Regions from separate parts of the Triticum aestivum genome. Here region 2 is linked to region 1. Evidence: chromatin contacts called from public Hi-C data. All regions are on one chromosome and are shown on one strand. The core of a region is the stretch at or near the end of the contact, and the rest is flanking DNA. Distances in the headings are between cores, read along the strand shown. Region 1 holds the start of LOC100682474 (protein LHY). Region 2 has its middle 57 kb from the start of LOC123156998.

Region 1 (3,445 bases), core at 911-3,410:
TAACTTTAGAATCCACATGCGCCCCATGTATGCATCACTGACCCATGCACACCATGTAACCGCGATGGTCGACTCTGATACCAATTGCAACACCATGGTTAAACCCACCGGTTTATGGTCATTGCACCTGTGATCTAGACTATCCACACAGACCAACACTAGTCTTTTCTGCGCACTTTGTGCTTACTCATGTGCACCTAAGAACAACTTCCCACTCGGTCAATCATCCTCAATTTGCTCCAAGCAAAGCACGCTTAACTTTGAGGTTCCTTTCTGATGGGCTCCTGAAAAAGAAGGTGCACCTTGTTAATTTGAGTAGTCTATCATTTTTATTAAGTCGAGATGGCACATACACACTCCCTCAAAGAAACTGACGTCCCCGTCAACCCAACAGGAACGTTCCCTCTTGGCACACGTTGGCGCGTGCCAGTGCCATCATCCACATACACACTCCCTCAAAGAAACTGACGCCCCCGTCAACCCAACAGGAACGTTCCCTCTTGGCACACGTCGGCGCGTGCCAGTGCCATCATCCACAAGCGTCTCATGTATGCATCACTAACCCGCACACACCCGTGTAAGCGCGGGGGTCAACTTTGATACCAATTGTAACACCCTGACCAAACCCATTGGTTCTTGGCCGTCGCGCCTGGGATCAAGACTGGACCCACAGACCAACACTAGTCTTTCTTTCGCACTTTGTCATCTCTCGTGCGAACCTAAGAACAATTTCCCAGTCAGCCATCCATTCTCAAATTGCTCCAAGCCAGACACACTTAACTTTGAAATTCCTTTCGGATGGGCTCCCAAGAAAGAAGACGCGCCTTTTTTTATATGAGTAATCTATCATTCCTATTAAGCTGGGATGTCACATACCTTTAGCATGAGCAACCTTATAACTATACATAATAAAGTATATTTCAAAAGATTAGGTTGGTCATCTCGGCCCAAGTCTCAACCTCGTCTGCAAGCACGATCACCATCAAATGCATCACGAATTGTTTGGTTCCGGCCCTAAATACGTACCGTTCGCCACATACATATGAAGAATACAGTTCCGGCCCTAAATTCATACCGTTCGCCACATACATATGAAGAATACAATAATCTTCTCATCCTGATCAATGTGCAAACTAACAGAACGTTTGTGAACTAGGTCCTCGATAATACTCTTCAAGGTTTAGAAATCACTTTTTTCTCTTTTTCAGCACCGTGTGCCAGGCCGCAATCGGCATCCTAGATGCTAGTAGTTAGATCAAAATTGCAAAAGCCATTTTTGTAATAGTTCCACATAGGATCAATGCTAATTAAATCGTACACTAGTTGAGCGAATTAGTGAATATTGCTACAACCAATCAAAAGAGTGGTTGTCAAAATAGCAGGCACTATTTCTAGTCAAATACAAGAGTTTCTTCTCATCTAGATAAAAACCAAGTAGTTGAGAGTTTGTTGCCGGGCCAATATGCCGTCCAAATGACTAGGGTACAAAACCCACATAGCGCATCTATACATTTCCCTTAAAAATAACCAATGTTGTCTTGTACATCTTCTATTACTAAATAGCTACAATACCTATTTTTCTAACCTTGCCACATAAGTAAGTCATACATGCAAGTCATAAATCATTTTTATTTTGCATTACTCTATGCATGCAACGCAGTCATATCATAAATTCATGCATGTTAATTATTCACAGTTATTTTTTGTATTAGATTTTGTACTAGCAATATATGTATTGGGCAATTGCAGCGTATGTATGTAGTTGACCCTTCACATTTTTGTTTTGTTAGAAATGACATTATTTTAACCGTAATTTAATTTGTTTTTATATACTTTGTTTTTTTATTTTTCAGATTACATCTTCTTTTCATTAGTTTTAGAAGTCTTTTATCAACTATTTACGCATTTCTGTTACCAAGATTCCTGATGTACCGCACGGGGCATCATCTAGGTTCTAATATTTTGTAAAGCATATGAAAGGTCTAGAATAACCTTGACCCTTTATTTCTTTTTTTCTCCCGTGAGAAAGAAAGCCAGTAGTACGCAACATAAAATGCGGTGGTTTGCGATTCCAGGGATTTTACAAGGGTGCCGCACGGAGATAGCCTCGGAGGAGGCCTAGAAACCCACAAGTAAAGATAGTGGCTGAGATTTCTCGCGGCGGCGAGAGCGACCCCCACAGCCCCCGGCCACAAACACACCTCCACCGTGTAGCCTCCACGACCCGCAGCATACAGCGAGCCCCGCACCCGAGTACCCGACATCTCGACCCTTCCCTTCCCTTCCTTCGTCACTCGCGCGCGCGCGCACGCACGCACGCACGCTTGTTCCTCCCACTGCTGGCCTAGCTAGATCCCCAAAGCGGAGGAGTTGGCCGGGAAGCTTCGTCCGGAAGCATCGGCCGGTGGCGGCAGAGAGAGGAGCCGCTGCGCCCGGTGCGGCGGTCGCTTGAGGTGGGTGGCAGGGATCGGGGCGGAGATTCCGTTTTGCATGATGAACCGCTGGGTTGTTGATTTGATTTTGTGCACGGGGTGGCTTGGTGCAGGCCGCCGCGCGGAGGGCGGGCGACGTGGCGACCGGGGTTAGCTTGCTGCTCGCCCGAGGTAACCTAGAACTACGAACCATACAAGTTTCCAGAAATTTGTGCTTCCACTGGACGCGACGCGATTGATATATACTCTTAGGTGTGGTAGTTTGTCGACTGAAAACTGTGCAGCAAATGAGCCCACGCTTTTTTGTGTGTGTGCCTGGTCGGTCTCTGTAGTTGCAGTTTTTGATTTCGCGTTGCTCTCCTCCAATGATCGTGGTGCAAAAGCTCAGACTTCTGAGCGGTTGAACTGCACCTGTTCACTGAGAGCTCTGCTGTTGGAGAGGGGGGATTACGAATCAGATCATTTATACCCTTTGCTTAAAGGCAGCACATCTGAGTTTGGCTTCTTCCACCCGGTCTACCGTGTCGTCCAGTGATTATTTTCTTGCTCTAGCCCGTCTTCTGTGCCCTTTTCTTGCTCTAGTTAGTCCTGTCCGTTTTAGTATGGTCATTAGGAATAATATTAATAGTGATTCCATGGTTCAACTTCTTGCAGCTAGAAAACTGTATGGTTGGTGCGTGGGTTTTTTATCTGTTTTCTTTTGGCTGTCATGGGTTTGAGGTGTGCTTTTATCAGATCTTTGATCTAATATGGTGTTGTTGGTGCTCTGAAGTTGTTTGGAAAGAACGTGTGTAAGTTAGGCTTCTGAGTTTGCTATGCAGGGAGAGAACAGCTTGATTTAGTTTATAAGCAGGTGAGTTAAGTTAATTTTGGATTTGCTATGCTGGAAAGGGAGCAACTTAATCTAGTTTAACTAAGCAGGTGAGGTAATTTGACTAAAATACATGCTTTGGTGAATTGTGCTAAGAAGAAAATATATTTTTTGTCTGCTATAAAAAATTCATAGTTTTTTT
Region 2 (3,455 bases), core at 413-2,912, 460 kb before region 1:
GGTTGGAACATTTTCCAAAAGTTATAACATTGGCATTTATTTAACCCGGTAAGGTGATGTCGTGCCTAGCACACCTGGACGGAGGACCTATTGTTATAGTTTCCTTTTTAGCAATCTTAGCGATTCTTCCATGAGGAAATCGTAAGACTTATTTTATAAGTTGATCCTGATGGATCCTTTGTGTATCCGAAGTCTGACTTTTGCTTGAAGACCATGTCAATGCTATCTCAAAGCATGTCTGTGGTACTCCGATTTTCAACAAGAACATTTGAAGCCCAGTGCTAAATGCTAAATGTTTCTTGCTCAATTAGCCAAACACCGCTGTATGGGTAATGGCATGAAATTAGACCCTGTTACTATCGCTGATGACATTCTGGTAGTCACCGATGGATGAGAACTTTGCCTATTGGTACACCTAGTTCAACGAGCAGGAGAATGGTTCTCTTCATCCCTCTCCCTTGGTACTGATGTTGATGCCAATATAACTAACAAGCTATCCTCTAACCTGCCTTACTGTCATGTCCGTGCAAGATGTCAGTGCCCTTCCTACGCACATGGTGGGCCCATAACCCACAGTTCCACAGGATCGAAACCTGACTCTTCTGTACACCCCCCGGTTTCAAAAGTTACTCCTCACGCTTGACTTCATACGCAATTCACGGGCCACCTGCCTAGTGATCTATTCTGGTATTAGACGCAATACTTATTCCCTTTGCTCTGAACCCCTTTCACACTTCGTTTCAGACAACAAACGATTTCCTATGCGCTTGAAACTTCTATTTTTGCACCTTCTTACTTTGCTCTCGATATTTTTTAAGATTAGATTCGAGATCTACTTTCCGCCACCTTCCCTGGTGTTATCTACCGGCTAAGCAACCTTGTAGAGACCTGTTCTTCTGAAGTTACCCCTTATCATTCTCGTAAGTACGATGGAGTTCCTGAAGGAAGGATGACAACCTCATCATGATGTATTGATGCATAGGTATGAAGACATCAATGCTATGAATCGACCACTTCGAGAAGAGCAACCAAGACCGAGAAGATTCGTTATAATTTCGTAACCAGACCTTTCCCCTTAATTCCACCTCTTAAATCTCGGGACGAGATTTCTTGTAGTGAAGGAGATTTGTAACACACCGATAATCAAGCTACAGTAACCTCACCCTAATGTGCCATGTCATCATGTTTTATTAAGCCAATTTGCCACTTGATGAAAATCTGAGTCAAATTCAAATTTCAAATAACAAGTCAAATTCTTTTTTTCTTTAAACTGTCAAACAAAAATGTTCGAGGATTTAAAAATATTCACTAAGTATTTAACATGTAGGAACCAACATTAAATGGATTTCTAAATCGCCCCCTAGGAAATATTAATGTGGACAAGTAGCACTTATTATGACCATTTAAATATAAACCTATTTTCAAACATTTTCCAAATAACCTCAGTCTTTTTAAACAGCACCAAAATATCGACACGTAATTTTGTGGGAAGCTTGAACTTGAACTAAAATCATTTAGTATCTAAGCTAAATACAAAAAAAGAAAACAATACAAAAATAAAGAAAAGGAAAATACCCCCCCCCCCCTTGGGCCAACCGACCAACAGGCCGGCCCAGTCGGCCACTCCCTCAGCTGGCAGGCCCACCCATTCACCTTATCCCCTCCCACCGGACCGAACCCTAGCGTTCTCCTCCCCACTTCCCCCACGACTCCCCACGACCTCTCCCACCCCTTCTGGATCGCACACCCGCGTGCCCCGACCCCGCCGACTCGCCCCGGCGCCCCATCGCCATCGCCGACCTCCCTGTTGCCGGAGCCCTTCCCGAGCCAACGCCTCGCCGTCCCAGCCGCGTTCGCCGCTGCTCCCCGCGGTCCCGGCGAGCACACCCACGCCCGACGACTGCCGCCTCCGGCCCACAGCTTCTTCGCCGTCCTCGCGCCGTGCCTGCAGCACCACCGACCGCCGCCGTCGTCGCCAGAACCTCCCCGACCTCCTCCTCACGGGTCGCCGCCCTTGCTGCCCGCTAACGGCTGTGAGCGCCTCCCTCCTCTTCTTTCTCCTCGCCGCGGTCACCGCCTGACCCTCGCGCGCCGCTCTGCGTACCACCTCGCCCGCGCATGGCCTCGCCTCCCTCTGCTGCTGCTCACCCGTCGCCGCTCGCGGCTGACATCGCCCAATCCAGCACCGGCCGCGCCCGGCCGCCCCGGCGTGCCCGCGCCTCGCCGGCGTTGCTCCTATCCGGGGCCGCACCCTGCTCCCCCTCGGCGCATCGTGCACCTCATGTAGGTGGCACCCACCGCCCGTTTGGTCGCCAGAGAGCGTCTCCGGTGGGCCACCGTTGCCTCTGCTGGTCGCCGGCGTGCACCAGCATGCGCATGCGTTAGAATCTGGCTAGTGTCTTGTGACGCGTGGGCCCGGGTCATTAACTGTTTAGTTAAGCACTAATCCAGCCGCTAACTCCCACTAAAATCGAACCCCACCGTCCTAATTAACATCACTAGGGTTAATTAAAAGTTTGATAAATAGATCACTCAATGACAGATGGGGTCCGCTGCTTAGTCTAAATGTTAAATCAGTGTTAAAATTACCGAAGAGAATGACATGCGGGCCCCGTGTGCACTGTTCATGGTTTGACCAGTCAACGGTCCAGTCAAACGTTGACTGGACAGTTGACCAGGGCCCCACCGGTCAGCCTCTGTGCTGTTCTGCTGGGTACCTTTTCGAGTACACATAGCAAATTACTTTTAAAATATTTTGAATTAAATAATTTAAACTATTTTTAGAAAATTGATTAAAACTTCGAAAATTAATGTTAAATAATCCGTAACTCGGATGGAAAAACTTTGTACATGAAAGTTGCTTAGAACGACGAGACGAATCCGACTACACAACCCGCTCGTCCGCCACACATCTCTAGCATAGCGAACGTGCAACATTTCATGTCTGGTTCATCTGTCCGGAAACGCGAAACACTAGGGATACTTTCCCGGTTGTTTCCTCCTTTCGCCGGTATCATCTACTACCGCGTTAGGGCACAGCTAGCACCGCTCATTGGCATGTCTTGCTTCGCCATGCTTATGTTTGCATTATATTTATTGTTTCATCCTCCTCTTCTCTCCGATAGACTACGAGACCGACGCCGCAGCTACCCAGTACGACTACGGAGTTGACGACCCCTCCTTGCCAGAGCAACCAGGCAAGCCCCCCTGATCACCAGATGTCGCCTATTCTTCTATCTATTGCTTGCATTAGAGTAGTGTAGCATGTTACTGTTTGGTTACTCCTATTTTGTTGCATAGCCTATCATTGTTGCTACAGTCGTTGATACCTTACCCGCAATCCTAAATGCTTAGTATAGGATGCTAGTTTATCATCATTGGCCCTACATTCTTGTTAGTCTGCCTTGCTATACTATCGAGCCGTGATCACTCGGGAGGTGATCACGGGTATACAC

What was found. Hi-C and Micro-C count contacts between places; a contact is called where the count stands out from the background.
Region 2: a Hi-C map of leaf shows a contact between it and region 1, with 3 times the contacts expected there. The contact joins the enhancer-like site here to the promoter of LOC100682474 in region 1. A contact is called at or near these places in 2 of 5 Hi-C or Micro-C datasets (both in leaf).

What each region holds. Positions count from the first base shown.
Region 1 is chr7B:331,541,825-331,545,269 of IWGSC CS RefSeq v2.1, reverse strand. It overlaps LOC100682474 (protein LHY), which reads left to right and starts at 2,160. Exons shown (of 12, transcript XM_044578692.1): 1 at 2,160-2,453; 2 at 2,546-2,603.
Region 2 is chr7B:332,001,173-332,004,627 of IWGSC CS RefSeq v2.1, reverse strand. No RefSeq gene overlaps it. Among protein-coding and RNA genes, the nearest start is that of LOC123156998, 57 kb to the left of the region's middle. Within about 2 kb of position 1,662, at least 8 of the 8 cell types and tissues checked have an H3K27ac peak or open chromatin away from gene starts, as enhancers often do. A contact at or near this core is called in leaf, where this site is marked.